Regions from separate parts of the Sus scrofa genome. Here regions 2 and 3 are each linked to region 1. The links are chromatin contacts, called in public Hi-C and HiChIP or PLAC-seq maps. All regions are on one chromosome and are shown on one strand. The core of a region is the stretch at or near the end of the contact, and the rest is flanking DNA. Distances in the headings are between cores, read along the strand shown.

Evidence for each region. A called contact is a pair of places that touch in the nucleus more often than the background predicts. HiChIP or PLAC-seq counts read pairs in DNA pulled down with a chosen protein or histone mark.
Region 2: a Hi-C map of fetal skeletal muscle shows a contact between it and region 1, with 2.9 times the contacts expected there. The contact joins the promoter of HS3ST3B1 here to the promoter of HS3ST3A1 in region 1. A contact is called at or near these places in 2 of 5 promoter capture datasets (fetal skeletal muscle and liver), 12 of 47 Hi-C or Micro-C datasets (embryonic fibroblasts, epiblast stem cells, fetal heart ventricle and 6 more) and 2 of 2 datasets of contacts at active chromatin or transcription factors (alveolar macrophages and skeletal muscle).
Region 3: a contact with region 1 is called in an H3K27ac HiChIP or PLAC-seq map of alveolar macrophages. The contact joins the promoter of COX10 here to the promoter of HS3ST3A1 in region 1. A contact is called at or near these places in 1 of 5 promoter capture datasets (fetal skeletal muscle), 2 of 47 Hi-C or Micro-C datasets (embryonic fibroblasts and fetal skeletal muscle) and 1 of 2 datasets of contacts at active chromatin or transcription factors (alveolar macrophages).

What each region holds. Positions count from the first base shown.
Region 1 is chr12:57,727,778-57,732,904 of Sscrofa11.1, reverse strand. HS3ST3A1 (heparan sulfate glucosamine 3-O-sulfotransferase 3A1) reads left to right here and starts at 2,205. Exons shown (of 3, transcript XM_003483116.4): 1 at 2,205-3,505; 2 at 3,508-3,913. The coding sequence starts at 2,251.
Region 2 is chr12:58,123,307-58,128,433 of Sscrofa11.1, reverse strand. HS3ST3B1 (heparan sulfate glucosamine 3-O-sulfotransferase 3B1) reads right to left here and starts at 1,957. Exons shown (of 2, transcript XM_003483118.4): 1 at 838-1,957. The coding sequence starts at 1,931. It overlaps LOC106505533 (a long non-coding RNA gene), which reads left to right and starts at 2,069. Exons shown (of 2, transcript XR_001300053.2): 1 at 2,069-2,227.
Region 3 is chr12:58,009,075-58,014,201 of Sscrofa11.1, reverse strand. COX10 (COX10 homolog, cytochrome c oxidase assembly protein, heme A: farnesyltransferase (yeast)) reads right to left here and starts at 2,371. Exons shown (of 7, transcript NM_001244626.1): 1 at 2,250-2,371. The coding sequence starts at 2,292. LOC106508625 (a long non-coding RNA gene) reads left to right here and starts at 2,693. Exons shown (of 5, transcript XR_002336855.1): 1 at 2,693-5,127.

The DNA of each region.
Region 1 (5,127 bases), core at 956-3,455:
GCCGACCGTCTCCTCGAGAGGGGGCCTTGGGTGGGCTTCGTCCCACCAGAACAGCGGGCTGGCTGCTGCTCTCCGGCCTCCTCTGGGTGACTTTACTTCTAGGTCCTGACAAGCTGTTCTTTGGTCCTTCCTTTAGACGTAGGGGTGGTCACGGCGGCCGTGCCCTCAGCCCAGGGTCATTGCCTGACTTTGGCCTCGGGGCTCCCATCCCTGCGTAAATAAACGTTCTGTAAATAAACCCTCCAAGAACCGTCCTCATTTGAAGGTGCTGTTCCCTGTGGAGATTCTGACAGGTTCACCTGTCTCACCAAGAAACGGCGGCCCCTTCCCTGCCGTCCGGTATGGGAACCATTAGCTCGCGTGGGTGTGGAGCATTTGAAATGCGGCTCGTCCCTGTAAAGCAGAGCTGAACGTGTAAAGCACACCCTGGGGTGTGAAGACTCAGCATAAAAAGGAAGAACATAAATGACCTCAGTAATTTTTATACTGACTACATGTTAAAAATCACATTTTTATGTATATTGGATATATTACTAAAATTAATTTCACCTGTTTCTTTCTACCGATTTTTAAGGTGGCTACTAGACATTTTAAGTCACCTATGAGGCTTGTATTCAGGGCTTGTATTTCATTTCTAACGTGCAGAGCTGCCCTAGAGCCAGATACGGCCTGAATGATCCAAGAACCCTTGTCTCTCACAGGTGGTGGGTGTTTAATGCCCACAGAGAGGAAATGCCTGCGCCGGGGCTGTGAAAGTCAGAAAGCCAGTATCCTGCCACGCTGGAGCCCGGAGGGAGCTCGGGGGAGCACCTTGTCCAGATGAGAAAACGCAAGTATGTTTGCGAACGTTAATGGGATCGCATGTGCTTTCAGGATAACTTTAAGACGGTCTTTTTTTGTTTGCTTGTTTTACTTCTACAAATCAGAGTGAAATACCTAGAGACAAACTTTAAAGTATATTCAAGTTCGTATTAAACCTCAACTGGATCAACCATATCCAATCCTAGGACACAAGGAGGCATGAGAGCTTTGGCAGGACTTGCTGTTCATCCTTGCAGAAGCCCATGCATTGCTTTATGGCGCCGCATCCATCCTAACGAGGTCTTCCCCAGTGTGCAGGATACGTTGGGGTGGGTTCTTCATAAGCAAAAAACCACGGCCAGAAGAGTATTCATCCAGCCTCACACATAGGCCAGTTCCACCTAGGCACAGGGTCAGCACCAACAGGTCCCCCTTGGCAGGTTCAGAAGGACGTCCCTGACCCATCCCGTGTCAAATGGGGCGAGGAAGGCAGGCGGCGAGGTCTGGACACTGGACAGCAGGAATTCCTTGTGTTTCCTGCAGCCCTGACACTGCGGCCGCTGCTGCCGGCCCTGGTCAGCACCCACAGTGCGCCCAGAAAGCCGCCTGCTCAGCTCGCAAGGGTGGGGGTGAAGAAGTCAGGCTGCCACCCACATTGCGGGGCGCCCTGCTGAGACTAGGAAGCCAAGAAATCAGCAACAAATCGGATTGGAATTAGAAACCGCCTCATGCAGGTTCCACGCGCCACCTCCCTCCATTAAACAGCAAGGCGATTTGTATCCCTTCCTGCCCTGCTCTCCCCGAGCGCAAGAAGAGGATGTTGGGTCAGAGAAGGCCGGAGAAAGAGGAAACCGCTGCTTAGGAAAGGACATTTAACTCCATCGCCGAGGCGCGCGCGCGCACGCGCGCACACACACACACACACACACACACATACACACACGTGTACACGTAGAGGCATTCAAAAATCTTCATCAAAAACTGGGCATATGGATTTGGATTCGGAACTGGGGTTTTTTTTTTTTTTTTTTTTTAATCTTAATTTCTCCCCTTATTCATTGATTGGCTCCTTTCCTAAGAGGCTGCTAGCTTTCCAGGTCTTGGGGAACTCTGATCACCCTAAACTAATAATACAAGGGGGGAACAATTAAGAGCAAAAACACCAAACACTGCTGAGGGGAGAGAGGCTTTGCTCCGGAGCCCGCAGTGGACAGCAGAGTAGGTGGGAGGCAGAGCGGCTGCAGAGGAATTCCGTCCGCCCCAGACAAATGGGGGCGTGGCGCGCGGCGCGGTCGCGGGAACAGCCGCCAACCAAACTTCCGAAGGTTTGGGGAGGTGGCGGGGGGGGGGGGGGCGGGGCGGGCGAAGGCTGTAGTGGCCCAGGCCACAGGGAAGCAGAGCGCAGGGGACCCGGAGGGGTCAGGGCTGCGAAGAGCAGAGGCGGAGAGGATGGGAGCCCCTGATGGAGCGCGGCTGGCTGGGTGGAAGTCAGGCCCCCGGGATCCGGCCGCCCAGGCTGTCAGTCAGAGGTCCCGGGAGCGCTGCAGCCCTGCTCGGCTCCAAGGGGGCCAGGCTGCGGGCTGGGGAGGGAGGCGGTGGGCGGGGTGTGGAAGGGGCGTCGCCGCGGTCGCCCCCGCCCTCTCCGATGTCATTGGGCGGCCGCCGCGGGGTCCGCGCCACCTTTTCTCCGTTGCACCCCGCCCTCCCCAACGCGCTCCTCCGGGGGCTGGTCCGGCCCAGGCCGTTGACGTCACCGCCAAGTTTGCTGCCCTCGGAACCCCACGTGTGGCGGCGACGACGGCCTGGGAGGCAGCGGGGCAGCAGCGAGCGCAGTGGCCGCGGCCGCTGACAGGTCCCGCGCAGCCCGGCTCCAGCTCGTCGCTCCCAGGTGGGGCCCGAGAGCCGCCGAGCGGCCAGGCGCGCACGGAGAGGGCGCTGGCTCCCGCCCGGGCAGAGGAACTCGGGGACCAAGCCCCAGAACCGAGAGGGACCGAGGCGGGCCGGAGACCGAGGAAGCCGCGACTGGGAGGCACTGTGCCCGCCGCGGTCTGGAGCGCACGGAGCTCATCGGCCCGGGAGCCGAGCATCCTCTCAACCGGACCGAGCGAGGGATGCACGGTCGCTGAGCCGGGACCCCTGCCGAGAGGCTGCTCTGGCCCGGGGCTGAGACGCACGCCTTGGCCCCCACCACCAAGACCCTTATTCCGTCGACTCTCGGGGAACTGGGGCGCCGAGCGCGGCCCCAGCCTCAGGACTTGGGCGAGTCTAAGACGATGGTTTCTTAAGCACAGCACCGCGTCCCCCTTCCCGCCCCCTCGACCGGTGGCTGGGATCCCGCGAGGGGCTCGGGGAGCCCCGGCCGCCGCCGCCGCCTGGGCAGCGCGCACGGCCGCAGGGGCGCAGGGCGATGTGGCCTCCGTGCAGCGCGCAGGCCCTCTCGGAGGATGTCATGGCACCTGGCGGAGCCCCAGCCTAGGATGGCCCGCTCGCTGCCCGACGTCGCCTCCGGCTAGGATGGCCCCTCCGGACCCGGCCGGCGCCCACCCCACCTTGCCCGAGCCGCTGTCCCGCCGCATCTTCCGGAAGTTCTTGCTGATGCTCTGCTCCCTGCTCACGTCCCTGTACGTCTTCTACTGCCTGGCCGAGCGCTGCCAGACCCTTTCTCGGCCCGTCGTGGGGCTGTCGGGAGGCGGCGAGGAGGCTGGGCTCCGGGTCGCAGCGTCCCGGCTGGAGGCCTGGGAGAGCTGGCGGCGTGGCCTGCGGCCGCGCGGAAAAAACGCCTCCTGCAAGTGCAGCCGTGGCGGAAGCACCGGCCGCCCGCACCGCACGGCGACGGCGAGGAGGCGGCCTGGGAAGAGGAGCCCCCGGGCCTGGCGGGGAGTCCCGGCGGCTCCGGGGCCGGGAGCAGCGTGGCCGAGCCCCCGCCGGGGACCCTAGCCCTGCTCCTGGACGAAGGCAGTAAGCAGCTGCCGCAGGCCATCATCATCGGCGTGAAGAAGGGCGGCACGCGGGCGCTGCTCGAGTTCCTGCGCGTGCACCCCGACGTGCGCGCCGTGGGCGCCGAGCCCCACTTCTTCGACCGCAGCTACGACAAGGGCCTCGCCTGGTACCGGTGAGCTGCGTAGGACCCGGCGGGGACAGCCAGGGCGCGGGGTGCGGGCCGGAGGAGCGCGTGGGACCCCCAGCCCACCTCCCTCCCTGTTTCGTGCGGAGGTCAAAGGGTCGTCCGTCATCGGCCTTAGAATGAGGGGTCTCCTCCTTCCCGGCAAGTGGGTGTTGGCGGAGGGAGGGAAAGGCTGGCCTTCGAGATTTTTTTCTTTAGTCCTTGGGATTCCCTTCTCCCCAAAGAGCCAATCTCGTCGTTTTCTCCGCTCTGGGAAAGTTATCAGCGCCGGTTAGCTTGGGGGGGCGGGAAGGAGGTCCCTCTCAAGATAGAACCCTGTTCACCAGTTACTTAGACATGTAACCTAGTGATTCCTTTGCCGGGGGAGCCTGTTTTAGTTTCTTCATCGGGCGGGCAGTTCCTGTGGTTAACGCGGGCTTTGCCACCGCACATTTTCTTATTATTTTCCTTAACTCTTTGCCATATAATTGTCCGAGGGGGTAAGTAGTGTAGGTCCTTGAACTGTCAGGAGCTAGACTCCAGGCTTTGGGGGGGTCGTTGCCAGAGCACGGTTTAAAGAAGGCTGTGTTGGTATTAACTTTGGGGGGGGCAGGCAAGGAATGACTTGTGTAAAATGCTTTCCCTGTTTGTAGGGAAGAGTACTTTGTCTCTGGCCTGGTAGAAACTTTTCTAAAGATCTTCACACAAATTCTCTTTTACCAATGAGGTAGCCAAATTTTTTTAAAAAGAAAAGTGGAAAAACTAGGGGCCCTGGTTACCTTGTGACAAACCCTCCTAATGCAGTGTAGGAAACAAGGCTGATTCCGACCTTCATCTTAAACTTGCCAGTCTTCTCAAATTCAGGCCACTTTTAATAGTAGAATAAGCCAGACTCTAATAAATCTTAGTGTCACCTGGATTTTGTTTGCCATAAAACATTGGCCTTTTTTCTTCCCTCCGAGTCCAAGGAAAAGTTGCCTGGCCAGAATTTTCTATTTTGTAAAGTTTCATCTTGTTCATTAAATATGCGTTCCCCTTGTTCCTTTAGCTGAAACCATATTACAAAAGTTACAACACCACTTAAATATATTTCAAAAGCCCCACTCAATTAACCATTCATCCCCCAAACAGAAATGGACACGATTTGACAAGTTTATTTACATGAGGATCAAGCACCGAGATGGATGTCAGGAGCCAGCTTTGCAGTAACCCAACGCATGAGA
Region 2 (5,127 bases), core at 708-3,207, 400 kb before region 1:
GTCGGGGTTATGCCCCCGGGGGCCGCTGTCTCTTTGGAACCCGACCCCCACACAACTCGACCCGAGAACTGAGTTTCCCGAAGCCCCGAGCTCTGGGCAACCTGCATTTCCCAATCAATGGCCCCAAACACTCTTCGCACCGCACGTGTCGAGGGCCCGCGGGGACCCCGTCCCCGCCCCGGCTCTCTCGGCACCGGCCCGGGCCGCGCGGGGGAAGCCTTCAGAGCCGCGCGCCTCCCTCCCGCCGGCTGCAGTGCGCGCCTCTGCCCGACAGGGACCAGCACAGCTCCACGCGCCGCGCCCGCCGGGCCGCCCGCCCGAGCCCCGGCTGCCCGCCCGCGAAGCCGGTCTGCGAGCGAGCAGACGCCCCGCGGCCTCCGCCCCCACCCGTCCCCATCTGGGCAGCAGAGGCTGCTCTGGGAGCTGGTCCCGGGGCGGCGGCGGCGACCGGCGGGGCGCAGACGCTCCCGGACCCGAGCGGAAGCGCCGGCGGGATTCGCCTGGGACGGGGCCGCAGTCAGAGGCTGCGCGCTTCCCGCAGCACCGTCCCGGTCGCTGCGCCCCACGCCCGCCCCTTCTTTGAGGAGGGACCGCCAGGTTCGGTCTAGGGCGCTGGGGCCCCTGACCCGCCAGAGCGCTTCCAGAAGTTTCTCCGGGCGGTGGGGAGCGCGGCGCGCGGCGCACCCGGCACCGCGCTGAGGGCCAGCGCCGCGCGGCCGAGGCGGGCCCCCCCGGCCCCGGGGTGCCAGGCTGGGCCCTGTCACCGCCCCCAGCACGTGCCGCGTCCCCTCCTCTCCCCGTCGCGCGGCCCGGCCCGGCCGTGCCGGGGAAACTCACCGGTACCAGGCGAGGCCCTTGTCGTAGCTGCGGTCGAAGAAGTGGGGCTCGGCGCCCACGGCGCGCACGTCGGGGTGCACGCGCAGGAACTCGAGCAGCGCCCGCGTGCCGCCCTTCTTCACGCCGATGATGATGGCCTGCGGCAGCTGCTTGCTCCCGGACCCGCTGAAGAAGGTGGAGATGGAGCTGGGGGCGTCCGGCGCCTCAGGACTCCGCTCCTCTTGGCTCGCGGCGCCCTCGGCCGTCTCCCCGCCGGCCGCCAGCGGGGTGGCAAGCGCCGCCGGGAGCCGCTGCCTCGGGGGAGGCCCGACGGAGCCCGCGGCCAGCGCCGGCGGGGCGTGGGCGGCGCGGGACCCCGAGCCCAGCAGCAGCAGCCCCGGCGCGGCGGCGCACGAGCCGGCGCACGAGTACAGGAACATGTAGAGCCAGACGCAGAGCATGGCGAAGAGCAGCGCGAGCTTCCTCCTCACCGGCGGCGGGGGCGGCGGCGGCTGCTGCTGCAGGAGCCGGCCGGGGACATCGAGGCAGGATCGGCCGCCGCTCAGGCGCTGCCCCATGCGCTGCCCGCGGGCGCGGCGAGGGGCATGGCTCAGCACATGGCGCGGGTCCCGCCGGAGCAGTGAGCGCAGAGAGGGTTCCCTGGACGCCGGGTGGTTGGGCTTATTGCCCCCGCGCGCCCGCGGCCGCCGCTGCTGCTGCTGCTTCTGCGGCTGCTCTTCCCCAGGTGGCGGCGGCAGCTGTAGCGGCGGCGGCTTTTGACATGTTGCCCTGAGGAGCCGCAACTGGAACGAAAGTCGGGCGGCGGCGGCAACTGCTGGCCGGGGGCTGCTCCTGTGGCGCGACGCCGCGCTCGGGGCCAGCAGAGCACCGCACCCCCGCGCCCTGGCCCCTCCACACGGTGCGCAGCGCACGGCCGCTCGCCGGGGCTGCCTCCTCGCGGTCCAGAGAACTGAGCCCTGAGCGCAGCCCCGGCGCTTCCCCGCGGAGGCTGAGAAGAACTGCGCAGGAAGAGAGCCGCGGACCGAGGCAGAGTGGGCGGGCCCGGCCACCTGGAGTGACAGGTCTCTCCACCTACCAGAACCCCGGAGCGCCATGCAAATCCAGCAGCTTCGCTGAGGGTAAGGCAGCCAACCAGCTCCCAGAACGTGGGGGTGTGGAAAGGGTTTGGGGCGGTGGAAAGCAGTCAGGGGTTTCTATTGGCTGAGAGGTAAGGGGGGCTCAGAGGGGCGGAGCCAGAGGCTGGTGACAGCAGCAGCTGGTAGGAAGGATGCAAGAGACCCAGCGCCGGGAGATCACCGACCCTCCGGGCGCTGCGCTCCAGGTCCTGAACTCACTTCCGCGCTCGCTCCCCAGGAGCTAGTCTTGGATGCAGTTGCCCGTGTGTGGGGATGTGAGTCCCCATCCAGATGTTTCACGGGCGGAATCGTGGTGTGCCTGTTAGAAATAGGAAGGACAGTGGAGGAGCGAGAGGCGGGCCGGAGATGCCCGCCCACTCCACGCCCGGACTCCAAGGGGGGCCCTTCCGGGACTGGCACCGGTTTAGGACGTTTAAGTGGAAATCCCTGTCAGCTTGCTTGCTTTATTTATTTATTTATTTATTTCCTTCTTGTTCTTTGCCAGGAGTTGATCTCCATCTCCTTCTCCCTCTCTCGCTGCCTGTTAAAGGCGGTCGGTGTTAACTATCTTTAGAAAAAATTCTTCTCTCGCTTCCCAAACTCCTGAGGAAAGAGAGGTCGGGAGACATCAACACAGGGGTAAAGGCTGGGGAAAAGTTTTCTGGTCGAAAAGTGAGTGTGAGAGTCACGTGTAGAAAGTTTGGTCCGGATACGTGTGTGTTGGAGACGTGAGGTGAAAACAATGCTCCCACACCCTTCCCCTGAATAAATATCAAAGCCAACATTCACCTTCATTTAGGAGATGGTTTGATTTGCAGGACCTGTTACACGAATTATTAGGTGGTGTTTTTTCCCAGCGGTGTTGTTTTCTAAGTCAAACGTCAAGCCCAGAGCAAATCGATCCTTGAGTGGCACTTAACAAAGTCCACTCCAAGCCGCTCTCCCGGTTCTCCTCCGCAAAGTGACCCGCCCTAGTGTGGCGGGGGCTGCATTCTTGCCCCGCGTTCCGGTAGGAAGCTCCGGTGCTCAAACTCACCCCGGTGGCACTCAGGAAGCTCTAGATGCCGGCCCCCCGGACTCGGCCCGGCCAGCGGGCCTCCCACGCCAGGCCCCGTGCGGCTCCGGGACAAAACGATCCTTCCGATCCCGACCCCCGCGCGGCCCCCGGCTGAGCGCAGCCCCGGCTGCCTTCCCCAGTTCGCGCGGGCGGACGGCGGAACCGCCGAGCCCCGGTCCCCCTGCCGTGCTGTCCCTGTGCACCTCGCTCTCCTCCCGAGGAAGTGTCCCAAGTCCCCGCCCGGGTCCAGCCCCTCTCGGCTGGGTACACACCGAGAAAGCCCGTCGGCCCGGAGCACCTCAGGCTCGAAAGCGTGCGGGGAGATCGGGGGCCGAGACCCGGGATCGTTAGGGTGGCCCTGCGTCCTCCACGGGGTCCCCGCGCCAGCTGTGCTCCGCAGGACCTCCTTGCAGCGCCTGAGCCTAAGACTTTTCCTACAGAGTGGCTGAGGAGAAGTAATTTAGGGAGCAGATTTCAATCTCTTCCAGCTATATTTACGGAGAGAAGTTCTTTCCAGCAGGCTTCCCTCTTCTTCAGAAGCGACTTATTCACCCTTAGTTTTTAATTAAATTATTATTAATTTATTTTAAACTTCTAAAGCATGACAACACATTTCTGAGTATTAACTTGACTGTTGTTTGGTTTGTTTGTTTTGGAAAAGTGAGAAAGAAAATGCTAGTGTCTCTTAAGGGTTTCTTCAAATTCACCTTATTTCGGGGGGAAGTGAAGTCACAGTCTCCGATCTTGAGGCAGCTTTGAGTTTCTTGACTTCTGTGGATTTGAGGGGAGAGTGGTGGTGGTTTGTGATTTGCGCGCATTCAGGCGAATTGTAGCTCCCATGCGGCTTAACTTGGGGCCTGCTGGGTATGAGTTTAAAAAAAAAAAAAGGATAATAAAAATGGCCCCTGTCCCTGAGGTTAGCAAAGTTCAGGGATAAAAAAACAATTTTTTTTTTTTTTTTTCAGAGCTTGTCGGCCGGATATATTTAGGCCTTTTTTTCCGGGGGTGCGGAGGGAGGGAGGGAGGGATTGAGAGCAAAGGCGTGGGCGTAGGAAACCGGCGAGGGAGTTCCGCTGAGGCCAGAGCCCCCAGGCCAAGTGGCCGCCAAGTCCACCGAGCGATGGGCAGCACGCAGAGCTGGGTTCTGCCGCCCGAGGTCCGCCGTGACCCGGGTCTGAGCCGCACCGTTAAGCAAGGCTGGGCGGACCTGGCCTTGCCCCCCACTCGGCTGGTCCGCCCGCTGCGCTCGGGAGCCCAAACACGCGCCCCGAAATGCCTAGATGCGGGGGCCGCTTCAGGCTCGGCCCTAGGACAAAGCCATCTCCCGCTTCTTCCCATTCTGCGGATGCGGAAGGCGAGGTCAACCTGCACGGGGCCGGGGGCGGGGCTGACCGGGAGCCCAGTTTGAGCCCCCCCCCCCCTTAACCACTGCTCAGTAGTACGGGGTGCGCCACTGGGGGAGCCTGGCCTCAGCAAAACGCGGCCACCCAGACGAGGAAGGTTTCCTCGGATAAACTCATTCAAAAGCTTTGCCGTCGGGAAACCTAGAAAGGAGCACACCCCGGAGGTTTGCGCTTTCTTTTGGTTGGTCTGTCGCGCTTGCCTAGTGGCCTCTGACCGTCTAACGTGGAGGGAGCCGGTCTCCCTTAGAAACGCACAGGCCGCCCCAGAAGCCCTCTCCTGTCCCTCTTTTCCTAGATCCTGCTGCCTGCCACCCACTGTGCGACCCCACTCTCTCTGGCCCTAAAATTTTCCAGCTGTAAAGTTGGGGGGGTCCTGAGCCGAAAGACCCCCCCACCCCCGATCGTTTCCTCCTCTGGAAGAAGGATCTCTGGTCCGGGCCTCCAGCCCCTGCCACTCCCCACCCCCACCCCCATCCCGGGGCCAGGCCCACCTCTGCTGTCGCAGAGGCCGACTTCCTGGGCCGCCTAAGCCTGTGGCCCGGCGGAGCTCGGGTTCCTGTCACCGGAACTCTTGTCCCTCCCCCACCCCCACCAGCGTAGAGGCCTCCCCAAGCCGGCTGCGCCCAGATACCCGCCCGCAGGGGGGCGCTCCGACGGCTGCGGGGGCGGGGGACGGGGATCGAGGGTCCCCAGCGCCCAGGGGAGGGGGCCTGCC
Region 3 (5,127 bases), core at 1,122-3,621, 280 kb before region 1:
GCTTTGGCCCTATGTAAACAATGGTAGGTCTAAAAATACACAGGGCTTTTAATAGATCCAGAGTCACGACTGCAGGGTTTTTAACACGAGGTAGCTGATAAGTAGATGAAAGGTCCTGGAAAAATTGTAATAGCTACAAAATACTTTGAAGCTTTAGAAGAACAGTCTGGCATGCCCGACAGACACCTAATATGGTCCAGTTTCCCTCTGCCCCCTTCCCACCACGCTGCTTCCATGTCAAACTCTCACACAGGATCGTCCACGTAGGTCACAGCAAGTTGTACAGGCCAATTACTAGCAGATATTCTGGTGATTACGTTCATAGCTTCAGGAAGCTAAGCTGTCTACTAATCACTCCCATACCAGCACCAAAAAGATGGATCCAAAAAAAAGACGGATCCAGCAACAAACCACATGAACCAAATGCAGTGCACTTCCTGGGACTGGGGAATTCTGAGTTGTCAGGTGGCATTACCCTACTGAAAGCTGAAAATACAGAGCTGAAAGGCAAAAAGGCAGCTACTCTTGAGGAATGCACATGGGGGGGGGGAACCCTCCCTACAGAGGTGATAATTCAAGCACTACGAAAGGACGAGCTCTCTGAGAATGACTGCCTAAGGTCAGGATCAAAAACTCAGAGTCAGGGATGGTAGAAGGTGACAAGAAGTAACTCAAAGGAATCACAGACCCATGTACAGCAGATATTATCACGACATTGTAAATCAACTATATTCCAATAAAACTTAAAAAAAAAAATCGCAGACCCTTTAAAAAAATGTATCATTATGGAAAATTCCAGTCATGTGCGATAGCACAAGACAATAAGCCCCCCATTACTCCTCCTCCTCCAGCTTCAAAAGTTACCAAACCAGGGTCAATCTTGTTTCATCTACACACCTATCCACTTATCAACTTCCTCCCCTCCTTTGTGAACCAGAAGGGACCTTTGAGATAATCTAGTTGAATTGCCTCATTTTATAGACAAGCAATCAATTCTAGAAAACACAGTTGACATGCCCTGAGAGCACATAAAAGAGACCCATAAAATAAGAACATTATGAGAAAAGAGTGATAAAGGAATTTCAGAGTCACTGTGATCAACACTGCCAGATGCTGCAGAGAGCCAGGGATAGGTGAGGCCTAAAAACGTTTCTGGGATTTAACCAAAAGGGCGTCCCTGTCTTCTACTCATCTCCAGTCTGGACCACCAGCAACACGTTCCTCACACATCAGTCATCATCCTAAATGACCAAGGGCCAAACAATGCCCAACTGCTCCTTGAATAGCTCCATCAGGACAAATTTCATTCATTCACGAATAATTACTGAGCACCAACAATGCACCCAGTTACTGCTTCCGGCACTGGGGACACAGCACTGAAGCAGAGAGACACTGCCCCTGCCTTCTCAAGGTTCCATTAGAATACATGGAGGAAGTACATAATAAAGCGGTTGTAAACAAACAATTACAGATGGTGCTAACTAACCACAATGAAAGAAACAGGGTGATGTGAGAAAGGGGGCAAGGGGGCTCCACTTTAGGTAGGGTGGTCAGGCCTCTCTGAACGGGTGCCACTGGAGGTGAGACCTAGCCAAAGGCCAAGAAGGTTCTTTCCACTTTCAACATAAGAGTTGTGACAGGTCCTTGATGTGGAGGGTTATCAGGGACCACGCGAATGGTGGAAAGACAAAAGTTGGGGGTAGGGGTGGTTATGGCCCGGTGTCGGACGTGGTCATTATCTTTATCACTGTCATCAAGAAGCTTAGTATTGAAACAAGGCTCCAGGGGCCGGGCGGGGCGGGTGGTTAGCACTTCCCTAGTCCTGGGTTTACAAGTGAAACTTACGAGTCACTTACAAACGACTAGGCTCTAAGGCTCTGATAAGCCAACAAAGAGTATGGTGAAGCCCCTCGGTTCTACGCGGTCCTCCCTTCTGCAGCCTCCACTGTCTCTTAACAAAGAAGCACCAGACATCGCCCGCCCGCCCGCCCTACCCCCCGGGGTGGGTGGGAGGGGATGGAGGCCGCGCGGACCCCCGGGACCCCAGTGCGAGGCTGGACCCCAGTGCGAGGCTGGACCCCAGCTCCGCAGCCTCGGCACTTAAGGCTACTCCAAAGCTCACTTCCTCCACGGGTGCCCAGATGACCTCGCCAAGGGCTCCCAAGGTTGCAGCCAGCCGCACCACGGCGTTGCACGTGGCAAAGAGAAGCGAATTCCCCCAAAGTCGTGCCCGGGGGCGGGTGCAGTACCTGTCAGGAGGCGTGGGGAGAGAGTGTGCGGGGATGCGGCCATCACGCACGAGTCGGGCCGCCCCTACTGGGAGCCCGGTGTCCTCTCCCCTCACCGGCTGCTGGGCGCCGCCATCTTCTTTCCCCGCCCTCCCGTGAGAAGAGCGGCGCTTCCGGTCCGTCATTTCCGGCGAGCGGGACCCGGAAGTGGGGGGCTGCGGCGGGAGGTGAGGGCCGCCTGCCTGGCCGGACCCCAGGGGTGTCGGACGGTGGGCAGGGCCTCCTGGGATCCCTGAGGCGCCGGCAGGAGGAGACGCCCTGGGGTCGGTGCCTCCACCTTCCCGTCCGGGCGGTTACAGCTTTCCCGCGTTCGCTGTCAGAGGCAGGGACCGGCGACCTCGGGGGCCTGGTCCCTGAGCCACAGCGGGGAGTCGTCCGAGCATCTCGGGATGAGGAAGGTGCGTGTAGGGTTTAAGACTTCGCGCGCTGGAGCGACGCCTGGGCTCCTGGCTCCGCCTCCTGACCCCTGACCTGTCGAGCGGGTTGCCTGAGCCCCCTGAGCTTGGTTCTGCGGCGGTGCGACGGGGACCATCGCAGCGTACGGTCCTCGGAGGTGGTGGGGCATTAAACGCCGCCGCCTCAGCGGGAAGCCAGCCGGGTGCCAGCCGCGGGCCGGAACCAGCCAGTTGTCCGTGTGGTGGTTGGGAGGGCGCGTCTCGGCAGCCCTCGCGGCCTCCCTCGGGGGGTTTCGGGGTCAGAGGACCACAGTCACAGTGCAGGGGGAGAGCGATCGGCCTTGGGAAGAGAAGCGGGCTGCATAACCGAGTTCGGGAGGGTCGTTTCCCTGGCGTCCGTGCTCAGGCGAGCGACGGCCCTTGGGTTCGTCTCCGCTGACATCGCCCGTCACGGGGGGTACTGAAAAGACCGAGACCCCCTGCTTGTGCAGGCGCCCATAGTGTGCCAGTGGCGCCGGGGGTGGCAGGTAACGAGGCCAGTGTGAAGGGGAGATGGAGAACCTGCCCCAGAAACCCGGTCAAGGTAACAGTTCTGGGTGGGTGGATCAGGGAAGGCCTCGCAGATTGAAATTTCCTATCCCGTTGGAAGGAAATAGATTTTTCCCTGCGAACAGGGCAGGGAAGGGATCTTCCATGACACGATACTCAGATTAAATACTACGTGAAACGTTTCCAAACACCTTTGTAATTCTACATGTGCTTTTATAAACGTTCGGCGTGGACATCCATAGCAAAAGTTCACCTCTTTGGAAGGACTCTTTAAGGCCCAGGTTTTATCTGCCCAGAGTCACCCAGCTGCTGAGTTCCAGACCCAACTGGTACCGCTTAGCAGGTGGTTTCCACCGCGGCTTAAGGCTTTATTCGCCTTGAACGTCTTGAACATCGCAGCCTCTGTGATTTATAAAGCACTGTACTTCAACCTTGGCCACCAGTCAGTCACCCTGGGGCTTTGAAAATGATGGATGCCTGAGCCACCTCCAGACCTATTAAGTCGGAGGGGTGTGCAGTGCATGGAAGGCACCTATAATTTTCTTTTTACAGCATCACAGGTGATTTTGGTACACAGAACTGAGAGTCACTAGATTCCAGGCTTTTTTTTTTTTTTTTTTTGGACAGGACAGCTACGTCTAAAAGGTTGATTCACATGCGTGTTATGTTTTGTGTACTCAGAAAATACGAATTCCTGAGTTCTGTAGCCTTGTGCTAGACAAGAAACTTAGTAGACGTGTTCCTCCTTAGCCAACAGATTTTTTTCCCCTTCATTTTCAATCCTTTCCAAAAATGGGGCCAAGGTAAGTTCCAGTATGTGAATGAATTACAGATTTTTATTTATTGAGAGAAACTGGAATAAATGTTATATGGGAGAAACGCCTAAAAGATGAGTAACATTCTGGCAGGATTGGCCAGGGAGTATATTCTTCTGTCCACTATGTAATTAAGTTAGTCTGTGTCAATAATCCCAAAACATAGGCCCCGGAAAAGTAATCCCTGGAGGTACTTCTGGAAGAAGAGACTTCCATGGCCATAAAGCGATTTGGCCCCTGCCACCCGTAGCTGCAGGGAGGCTGAGGGAGCAGAGAGCAGGACTACAATGATAAACCTAGGCTGGTCACAGTCCACAGTCCAGACATCCTGCCGCCTCAAATCAAACTAAAATGATGTTAAATGGAGAAAAAAGTAGAGAGAATGGGTTTTGGTTAAGCAGCTAAAAGGGTCTGCCACAACTTTGCTGAACCTGTTGTTTTCCAAGTATTTGGGACAACCGTTTTGTGAAATAGCATCAAAACTTGGAAAGTGCTAGCTTTGTGTGTGTGCATGTGCGTGTGCACGTGTGTGCATGCACACACACACACACACACACACACACACAGCCGGACAATTGAGCAAACCATTAGGGGATTAGACTGTTTGTATGGACAGTTTTTCTTATTCTAAAGTGGATCTGACTCCCCGATTTGGAACGATCTTGCCTCATTGGACTTACTTTTCCTTAGAAAATGCCATCCAATCCACCAGCCATGCCCTTTGGTCACTGTAGATTAATAGGACGTGTAGAGATGGGCCTCAGATGTCCATCCAGCTACATCTTTTCATTTTATGGATTTGGAAACTGAGGTCCGAAAAGGTGAAGTAATTGACTCTCTGTGATAGACCTTTGTCTGCAGACATCCAGGCCAGCATCTTTCCATGTCGTCATCTTCTTTCCTGGCCCTACCCTGCCTGAGGATCTTCACTAATGAAATGTTGTAGAGCCCCACAGTTCTGCGTATTTATTTCACTGTGGATTTGGGGGTTTTCACATTTCATGTAAAATAAGGATGTTTTGTAGGTTATGCTTTTAACCTGCTTGTTTTGTTCAATATTGCTTATGGAAAGAGCTATGA